Regions from separate parts of the Hermetia illucens genome. Here region 2 is linked to region 1. The links are chromatin contacts, called in public Hi-C maps. All regions are on one chromosome and are shown on one strand. Each heading gives the region's core, a stretch centred on a gene start, on an enhancer-like site or on the middle of the called end of the contact. The rest is flanking DNA. Distances are from core to core; before and after follow the strand shown.

The links. A called contact is a pair of places that touch in the nucleus more often than the background predicts.
Region 2: a contact with region 1 is called in a Hi-C map of an unstated tissue, with 7 times the contacts expected there. The contact joins the promoter of LOC119649758 here to the promoter of LOC119648289 in region 1. A contact is called at or near these places in 2 of 2 Hi-C or Micro-C datasets (an unstated tissue and whole body).

What each region holds. Positions count from the first base shown.
Region 1 is chr2:105,893,543-105,899,059 of iHerIll2.2.curated.20191125, reverse strand. LOC119648289 (protein extra-macrochaetae) reads left to right here and starts at 2,527. Exons shown (of 2, transcript XM_038049945.1): 1 at 2,527-3,302. The coding sequence starts at 2,826.
Region 2 is chr2:106,130,461-106,135,977 of iHerIll2.2.curated.20191125, reverse strand. LOC119649758 reads left to right here and starts at 2,070. Exons shown (of 2, transcript XM_038052052.1): 1 at 2,070-2,483; 2 at 2,560-3,630. The coding sequence starts at 2,475. The coding sequence ends at 3,510.

The DNA.
Region 1 (5,517 bases), core at 1,278-3,777:
CACATACAGACGCAGGCAAGGAGGGCAATATTCACGATGGTCGGGAGTATCACTGAGGCCGGGAGCTCCCTAAATCGAAGAAAGATACATATTCATTCTAGGCGGTACCCCGAATTATTGACACCAAAGAGAATTCACTTCGATAAAGTTTGAAACACGTTGGAGTAACAAGGCAAACTAGCAGAGCGTGGCTGTGACATACGGTTTAAACCAGCAACTGATTACTTGGTACAGTGACGGACCCCTCACAGTAGAGAGAGCGGGTGGCGGTGTCCTTAGTCCACGGAAAATGTATTTGGAGCCTATGGGTAAGCACACTAGCATATTCCAGGCGGAAATATACGCCATAGACTGATGTGCCTCTTTTAATCCTCAAAGGAACTACAAGAGGCAGAACGTTACTATTCTCATCAACAGGTAAGCAGCGATCAAGGCGCTTAACTCCAACCAGATGAACTCTAAACTGGTATGGGAATGCCTTGAGAGACTGAATACGCTCGGCTTGTTCAACAACATCTGGATACTCTGGTTTCCAGGCCATATTGGGTTTATAGGCAATGAGGCAGCGAAGGAACCAGCCAAGAAGGGATAAGCGACGCCTTTGCATGAGCCAGGTTCATGGCTATGACATTTAAAAAGGAAGGGGAACGGTTGAGGGAACTATACTGGGCGACTCTACCAAAAATGAAGCCGTCCCGGGTGATTATTGGGGGATACGAACTTAAGCGCACAAAAGATTGCTTAAACCTCATCAAAAAGAACCTCCGAATCATAGTGGGAGTTCTCACTGGCTAAACTATCACCTGGATATCTATGCACACAGTCAGCAGGTTCTTTGCGGAGTGTGGTGAAACCGTCTACAGGTTTCGGGTCAGTGTCAGGCAGGTTGAGGCATCTGAAAGAACTATTAATACCAAATCCAGAGTTGAAAGATCTGGAAGTAGGAAATATACTAAAATTCCTAACCATTCCATGCTTGAGAAACTACGATTAATAGGTACACTATAACTAGCAAAAGGGGGACAATAGTTCTTTAAGGACGTAGTGCTCCTTAACAGAATAATAATAATCCAACAGGGGATTCCCGTTTACTTACGCCGGGCTCTACGGAGTACAATAATATGGTGGCCCTAGAAAGAAAGGAATGTTCTCCAGAGTGCCATAATCTAATCTCACTCCACCCCAGTATGTCCAGCCTGTAACGCTGGAACTCATCCTCAAGTTGCTGAAAGCTAGCATTCTGGAGGCCCTCGATGGCATTTTCGAGAAGCGTCCACACATTCCAAAAATCAATTCGAGGCTTGTTATGATAGCCAAAGGTCGTTGGCGGCAAGTCTATTCTTAGCAAAAGCATGGATAGCTTTTCCATAGCAATCGAAAAGTGAAAATCTGCAGGTTGCTAGTCCACAGATTTGTTTATGTAAAGTTGCGTTAAATTTCAAAGATTAAATTGACTAACATTGACATGTTAGGCCATTTGTGGAAGCATAAAAATCAATGCATCCGCATTTGAAAATCAAACCGTTATCAATTGTTTGGTAAATTGGAGGTTGCTTCGAGGATTGTTTCCCGCTGTTGATTACTATGTAGTCCGAGATTTCTTTTTCAATTGCCCGCTAAGTCGTTAATTCACTATAATTTCAAGGGGAAACACTAAATATTAATGTTCGTAATCGAAACATGTTCGTGGTTGACAAATCCTGAAAGTGATTCAAAGTCAAATCAGCGATTTCTTCCCACCAAAACACCCGGCCACCGAGTGAAATAACTCAGTTCACCCCGAATGAATTTTCTCACGGTCACGACTGCCGAGCACAAAGGGCTGAAATGCCTTCCCCGGCATTGTCGGGAATTCGCCATCTGATCTTCAGCTGCAACTTCGCTACCCTCCATGGCTCTGAACGCGGCCAGTATCAAGCCAAAACCACGGCAGCACTCTCTGCTCGAATTTTCCCATATCGCATGCAACAAAACATTCAACAGGTAGTCCCGCAACCCAGGCCATGCAAGAATCTCCGCAAAACAAAGCAGCTGTCAACAGCCGGGGCGACCGGCGCTTCGCTTTACATATTTCAATTGGTCGCACCCCTTGCGCCCTTCCCCTCTCTGCAACGACAAGATGCACAAATAACTCGGAATTCTTACCTCGCGGGCGCTTGGGGACTTTTTCCCGTCGCTCCACGATTCCAGCTCAGTCAAAACATTAACCTGTGCGACCTCCTCACGACCGATAACGATAATTACGGGACGATTATGAGCACGGCTTGCAAAACAAAAACGAAAGACAAACCGTCCACAATCGCGATTCTGTCGGGTATTGTTCGGCTATAATCAACCAAATGCACATCGCGCTCGCACCCCATTGGTCAGTAGCCCGTCACGAGGAGAATTGGCCGCGGTGGCGGGGCATCTTCGTGATTTCGTTCAAAGGGGAATTTGCAATACGAAAGATATCTGACTTTCAAGCGATCTGATTGGCTGAGAGGCGGAGTAACCGATTCCGTATAAAAGCCGCGCTGGGGGAAATGAACGTCATTTCGAGTTGTCGTCTCGAGTGCTAACGTCGGCTTGGCTTTGCGTGGTCCCACACTCAGTTCTTGTGCAGTGCCGAATAATTGGTAGTGAGAAAACCATTGGTTGTTGGTAATATCATCGAAGTGGATAAAGTTTTGTGTAGTTAGCGCATTACCTGGAATATTTAACTGGATACTTGTGGATAAGTCGTCATACAGTGCAGGCGTATCAGTGACCTAGTGTGAACACCCTTCAATAAATTAGAAGCGCATTTTTGTGATTTAGAAGAAAAAAGAAACTTGAAAGTTACTATGAAGGCTATTACAGCAGTTTGTGCAACCGGTGCGTCCGTTCCGGCTATTATTAACGGTCGCGTTTCACGGCATCGGGACGGCGAGAATGCCGAGATTCAAATGTACCTTTCGAAACTCAAGGATCTAGTGCCGTTCATGCCGAAAAACCGTAAACTCTCCAAATTGGAGATAATCCAGCACGTGATCGATTACATTTGTGATCTTCAAAAAGAGTTGGAAACCCATCCCGCCGTGAATAGTTTCGATGCCGCCGCAGTGCTCGATGTTGAGACGCAGAACCAGCAAATGGAGAATCTCCCCAGCAGCGTGGCGCTTCTAGCCGCCAGCAATACAGTGTCCTCTAGTCCTGCGTGTCAACGTCAGCCCTTGTCTGATCGGCCCAGCCCAAATACAATTCTGTCATCGACTCATAGCAGCCCACTCACCACACCCGCCGAGGCGAACCTTCACTCAAACTCATCACATTCACATACGGTAAGTTTCAAAGGATTAAGGATTTTTGGTCTAATTGAGTACGATGAGGGAGACTTTGGTGTCAGTTTTTGAAAAACCCTATGGTATACGTTGAAGGCAGCTTCTTCAGTAGCATTATTCCTTCCTGCCTGGGATACCTAAAGGGAGTCATTTCGCGTTCTGTAAATTTAATTGCTGGCGGCGTTAGTTCTTCTTAGATCGCCCCAGTAATCCTCAAAAAGAAGAAGTCTGCGTGGGCACCCTGTACTTTATAAAGGAGTGAACAGGAGGCAGAAAAAATATTTGAAAGAATAAGTAAATTTAGACCTTTCGGTAGAAATATGCCACCAACTATTTCCCGCAGAATAAATTTCTTTAATTGAGGTATATCTGTGATTTGTTACTTAGAGGGCATTCGCTAATTTCTGATTTGCCGATCTGCGGTTGAGCATCGAATCTTTATCCAATCTGGGAGCCAAGCGGGGACTCTACGCCGCAAGCTAACTCGAGTTTATTAAAGACGATTTTAAATTGCGAAAACCATGACTGACTCATACTTTCCATTTCGGTTATATCATAATCGCGCAAGTAATCAGGTATGTCGCCTAAAACTGTTCAGCACTGCCAAATTCGTTGACTGAATGTCTGTCGCCGCAGGGCAATGTCATTACTCAAATATTTGAGTCCGCCCGTCCGAAATGTTTGTTCCCGTTAGCAAAACACTCATTCCTTGGTCGTCACGTCCATTCCCAGTCCGCCCAGCTCATCTCGCTTATGCACAATCAGTCGCCAAATAGCGCCTCCGCATCTTGCCCCATTGAATATTAAAGAGCTCAGCTGCGCGCCTCGTCTCAGCATCGATGGCTGAGCCAACAACAAAACAGAAAAACAACAAAACCAACAAAAAACAAAGCACCGAGAAAAAATAGACAGAAACCCGAGAGTCATGTTTTAAAATCTCTGAACACCTGCGAAAATCGTATTTCGAAATCACGTCATCACGTTGTAAAAATTTCACCGATTTTGGGGCCGTTCATTTCGAGACCGAGAGAAGGTCTTAGCCCCCCTGCCAAACTCCGTGTGCATACCATCTTGATCGACGGACAATCAAACGCCAGGTTTTCTGTAATTACGCCGACAAGCCTGTCTAATGCCTGGACTGTTGCAAAAAGTGGAGATTTAATGGCCCCACGTAGTTGCTTTGTGTTGTTGGCAATCTATCATGCTTCCATCGGACGCCCGATCGACGTGCTCATGCCATCTGGAATCGAGCTTCGAACCGTAGCGGCGGGAGAAAATTCTGCACGTGCACCTCCGTCTTGTACCATTGGAACATGGGGAGCTGATCTTAAACCGCTTCTGCACCTCCCATAACGGAAGCATTTGATCAGGTCGAGGAGGCTAAGGACACTGCGTCCATGGACTGCATCTTTGCCAGAAATAGATGAATGAAGATCGCGCCAGTTATCTTGTGTGCTCGCTGTATCATTGAGGTTAATGATGGACTTAATTGTGGCCTCCACTTGGAACCCCGCTGCTCGCTAGCCTGCATTTTGCAACTAAACGGTCGACACGATCTCAGGCGATCTTGACAAAACTCCACCTCGTGATGGCGTGTTGCACAATGGATAGTTGACTGGGGTTGCAAAAAATTTCGAACAATTAGAACGGACGTTGCAGTAAAGTTTTGCAAAATGAGCTACATCCAAGCTCTCTAGACGGGAATAACGCAGTCCTGAGCAGTCTAAAGAATGTTCTTTTAATTCTGGCCATAGCCCCATAAATATTTTCTCAGACCCCGCTAGTTGGACGAAATCTACTTGTTTCAAACTATTCCTTACATTTTGCTTTCCGGGCCCACGTCAGACGGGACGCACTGTAAAATCTCATCCCATTCGACCCGCTTGAGGTGAGGCCTAGATTCATCGTAGCGGGTGGCAGCGTTGCTTCTATTATTTCGAATTATTCTGTGCCGTTTATGGCCTCCAGTCATGAGCGATGATAGACAGCAATTGCTGTCGATTCTTCCATTCCGGCGACTGGCCGAGGAGGCAGGGGATCGCAACAGATATCCAGATCTCTCAAGCTCTAAACGTTGCTACTTCTGCGCCACTCTGTCCAAAACTTAGCCAAAGATAATCACAAACGCAACGTTTAAGACCAGATACAATTTGCACGGCGCCGTTCGCCAGCCCGTCCATTTCCTGATGTTCATTTCAGAAAATAAACTTTTTTA
Region 2 (5,517 bases), core at 821-3,320, 240 kb before region 1:
GCAGCATCTTTCCTCGTCCTATACTTGCCCCGCCGGCATTCCCCAGGGTTCAGTACTGTCTGCAACCCTTTTCTCCCTGTTCACCGCAGACATCCCTAAACCACCTCCACACCCGTGTCCCATCCAGATCCTCCAATACGCGGATGACCTAATCATATATACGACCACGAAAGACATCTCCCGTGGTGAAGCGCGTCTGAATGCTTATTTGGACGAACTTTACCACTATTTCACCCGTTGGAAACTTTCCCTAAATCCCGACAAGTGTGAGACCATCGTCTTCTATGGAGACATGAGGATGACTCCGAAGATGTGGAGTGACACCAGATCACTATCACTCACAATCCACGACCAGCCCATTCTCACTGTTAAAGAAGTCACCTACCTCGGGGTGACAATGAACTCCCGCCTCTCCCACGTACCACACATAACGAGGGCACTAGGCCGTGCAACTCGTACTCTCCGGTCCCTGTATCCTATCCTTAAATACAACATCCCAACTCCCAAAAAGGTTAAGCTGTTTTCCTATAAACAGCTCATCCGCCCACTCCTCATCTTCGGCTTCATCTTCTGGTCCGATTGCTCCCCATCCCAAATGGAGCGACTCCGCCTCAGAGAGCGCAGGATCCTTCGCCACTGCGCCAACATCTTCAAGAACGAGGACCGCTCCAAGTACATATCCAACCAGATCCTCTATGAATCCTGCCAAACCCCACGCATCGATGCCTTCCTTGCCCGTCTTGCCCTCAACTTCCTGACCAAGTGCCAATCCCATCCCAATCCTCTTGTCGCCAATGCCATGCAGATTGAGATCGTGGAAGATAACCTTCTCCGGACTCATCTGTTTCCCCAGATCCTCCTTTCCCTCCAGTCACAGAACCGTCTGTTCGATTCCCTAGGCAGAGTAGTCTTCTACACCGGCAACTTCTCCGACTCCCAATTTTTTAAACCTTCCCATCATTAGCACCCCTCCCAGCTTTTAATTACCATCCTTCCCCCGCACCTCACCCATCCTATCCCAGTCCTTTTTACCCCCCCCCCCTTTTTTTAATATATGCTTAACGAGTGTGTATGTGTATGTATGTGTGTATGTAATACCTTAGATTAAGTTTAACTGTTAAGGTAGTCCCTAAGTTAGCCATAAGTTTATATTCACGCATTATAAGAAATAAAAATTGTTGTTTTTGCGAAAAAAAAGTTGTTGTTTTTGCTTACTTGCATTCCGATCTCTCTTAGTCGACTGTAACGACTAATTAAATTTAAAATGGTTCACTTTCATTGATTACCTAATCTGATTCGGGTCCACATTTTGCCTCGCGGCCAGTATCTGTTCTTCCTATGATAACTCGAGAGCAACATATCAACGCATCTACATACCTATATTCAGCATTATACTACCCTATCTGGAATCTAGAGTATACGAGTTATACTGGCCATCGTGAAATCTATTTGTTGTTGCTGCGGCTGATATCTGACACCTTTAAGAATATTTAAATGACATTGTTGAACCTAAAACACTTACCTCGATTATGCCAGAATTTCTAAAGTCCAAGATAGTGTTCCAACATAACGAATCGACTGTTAAACGTTTTTTTCCTAAATAACAAAGTCTTCGTCATAAGTGACGACTGATGTACGGTGAAAAGTACATTTGTGTGTAGCATTGTCGCCAGATCATCCAATTTATACTCGCCCACATAAAAACGAAAACCTCAAAAAACATCGAGAGAGCTCACAACGGATTTACCATGATTCACTTGGGCGTCCATTTAAGTACAACCAGAATGAATGGATCGACGGCCAGCGTTCAAACGGGCTTATCATCGCCAGCACAGCCGTCTGCCTCCGTAGACCCAATATAGTGAGTTGTGAAATGAATGCACAACTTGTACGTATCTGAACGCTCGTTCTGTTATCTACGACTCGCTTTGCCCAATCTGTTGCTTGAAGTCTCATCAGCTGTGTCGTGTGCATACCCAGGTCCATCAATACCGTAGCGGTGATGGGAAACCCGAACAGCACAAATGTCTGCCATGTCGAGAAAGCCTGGAATGAAAACACACAGACTAATTTCAGCCCCGCATTCGGAGCCCGAAAGAAACCCCGGGGGCTCTGCGAACAGCACATCCAAGGCTTTGCACTTTTCAACTACAGCGGACTCGAGGTTCGACGGCCTGGTTGGAAAACCGGTACAGTGGCAACAGCGCCGCCGCTCATTTGTACGGGCAAACTTGTATATGTCGACGTGTTTCAACGCCCGCCTATGTGTTGATTCACTCGTGGTCGGGCAAAGCAGCCTCTATCTTTGCGAGCGACTACAGCCAGTTGAGCCGGTGCGGGGCCAGGGGCTCAGGGCGATTCAACGGAAACAACACCACTCGCAGCCGCTCATGTAGAAATACGAGAGAGGCACCAGGCTGCCGTCGAAACCGAAATTCCACCAGTTTGCTTCGCTTCGCTACGTAGACGACATCATGGGGAAGGTGAGTTGCGCTAGATCCTCGCTTTCGCTGCTAATTTGCATTCAATTTCTTATATTTCCACATCCTCTCATTGCAGTCGAGAGTCCTGACGCTAATTGAAAAAGTCAACATCATCCGCGAGTACTTGCGGACTCAGCAAACAACGGGTTTGGCGAAAATGTTCAATTGCCACCGAGGCCAAGTCCACCACATACTCAAGCACAAAGACGAGTATCTAGCGGACTGGCTGGCCACGAAAGACCCGACTCGGACGCGGAGACCGCGTTGTAAAGTGCTGAACGCACTGGGCTTGATTCTGTTCGAGTGGATTCTGCGCTGCAGCCACTACGAGTTCACGCTCACCGACGAGATGGTAAAATCAACGGCCTCGGAAATAGCCAAAATCCTGCAGTACCGCCTGTTTAAGCCCAATCCCAAATGGTACTCGCGGTTCAAGATCAAATACAAGTTGGACGGGCTCACGAGCTGGGACGACTGGCATTCCCAGGTGGGAGTCAATCAGCAGAGCTTAGACCTGACTGAAATATTGAATGACTTGCGGGCAATTCACGGAGAGTCGGTCATCCCCAATTACGTTCAGCTCGACGATGACGAATTCAAGGACCTCACCGTCCGGTGCTACGGGAACAGCAACGTGGCCCAGGAGCTTGGGAAGCTTATCTGCAACGGCAATGCAGACGACGATATGGACGTCGCCAGCACCGAGCCGGTGGACATCTTCGGGGAGTCTTCGAACAGCCACAGCGGCTATGTATCGTACAATGGATCCGATTCCGACGAACAATATGCAACCATAAGCATCGATAATGACGATTCCAATGATGCTGTCGATAACAGTGTCAGCCAGTCCCACATCGAGCAAGTAGTCGAGCGGGAAGCAAAGCCAATCCAGAGTTACCGGGAAGCGTTGAATGCATTGGGACCTTTGGAGCAGTTCGCCCTGTTGAAGGAGGATGTCCGGGCCGTGGGGCTCATCAACCAATTAGAAATTCTGTTCCAGGACAAGATGAAAGACGACCCCCAATAGGAAACCGGATTGAGGATTTACTTTTAATTGATATCTTTATTTTTACATTTACATTTATATGAATTGAATTGTTGGCATATGTATCATATGGCTAGAAATATACGCTTAATTTGTATTCAACATGTTGTTTCCCTTGCACTGTCGTCATAGAAGGGTGTGCTTTTAGGGCAACTGAATGTCAAAGGGAGCACATCGAATCGCTCAACGTTTAGCACCACTGAACAACGCTATTTTTTCTACATCTTGGCGTATATGCGGCCACAGTTGTACGAAGCTGTGTCTGTTCTATCATGGTTTTTGCTTTTTTCACCATAGTTGCTATAGCTCTCCCTTGTTGGGCGCTTTTTCGACATTTTCCCAAATCGAAGATACTTTTGTTTCTGTCCCACATTGGGCGCCATTCTGTAAAAAGACGTAGCATCTAAAAATTAATGGAAATGGGCTGTCTGTTTGCCGAAGCGCGCTGTCCATTAAGTAACACTGAGATAACCCAGTTAATTTTAATTTGTCGGTAGAATAGAGTAGCGGCTTGACTTTGCGAATATTTTTTAGTAGTTTGAATGAAATATATCATGAGATTGGAGCGGCAACCGCCTTTGCGACAATAGCCCTAGACGGAGGCGGGATCGTTGCTTGCGTCAAACAGCTACTTCGAAATTGTACTCACCAATTGCCGACACCAATTACCGGTAACTGCAGAGTGTGGATATGGTCTAGAACTGTTCCTCTGGGGACCTTTTGATATTGGCAATTGTGCAGAAGATTTTAATTATTTTTGAGTATTTTGCCGAACTTACCTAAAAATATCTGAGCTGAAGCACCAAACCTGATTAAGTCTTGATCTAGACTTATTTTATTTTGCAGAAATGTAGCCGTTACGACTCCACCTTTTAATACTGACCTCACTGGAGAAAAAGAAATAACAATTACCTTTAAGGAATTACTAACCACGTGGTCATTTATTATTGAAATCTATGGCTACAATAATACGTATTTATCTATTCTTGAATAACTGTATTTATGTTAGAATTAAATCAAAGACGTTAAATGAATAAAAACAGATGTGTCTATACTGGTAGATGGTGTACATTAAGGTAGGTAGGTATTAGTGGCCACTCCAAACAGTCAAATAGCGCTGTGGTACGCCGTTTTTAAGCCATAAACTCCTGACATAATAACTGCTGTTATAAGAGCAACGAGGCTGAGTTTAGCCAAAGATCTCTTTGAGGTAGTCATAGAATGATTGACCTAGTTTCTGTAGTTTAACCCACGCTATAGCTGGGCAATCACAAAGGAAATGTCTGAGAGTTTCTCCTTCTTCTCCGTAGCTTCGGAAATTCGAATTGTAGGGTATGCCGAGTCTGGCGACATGGTCCATATACGCCAGTGCCACGTGCAGACCGCGGTAATCTGGGCTCTTGGCACAGGTCTTGAGCCTTCGCCAACTGAGGTCCGTGATTGCTAAGTAGTGCGAGCAGATTCCACTCTTGACAGTCGCCAGCGGGATACAGATTGTACGTTCCAAAAGATTGCCAAGAAAAGAGCCCCGCCTAGCCAGCCCGCAAGCCCTCTCATTCCCCTCTATATTCCTATGACCGGAACCTAGAGGAGGGTGAGCTTGAGCGTGCCGCCCAGATGGTTCATCGCGTTTCTGCACTGCTCTACCAGCCTGGAGGATGTCATCGCTGAGTGCAAGGCCTTAACGGCCGCTTTGCTACCGGTCAGAATGACTACATTGCGCTTGTGGCTTGGATGATGCACCAGCCATCGACAGGCTTCCGGTATCCCCAGTAATTCCGCATGAAATACACTGGCAAAACTTTGAAGACCATACGACACAGATACACAATGTGCATTTGAAATAGCTCCCGCACTGATTCCTTAAACAATCTGTTATCGGCCGGTCAAGAACATTGTGACATAGACTTGCAAGACGCCGCCGATCTTCCACTCTGCCCTGGTTGAAAAGTCTAGAGCAAAGCTTCCCCTTAATTTCAGCTTGCATGT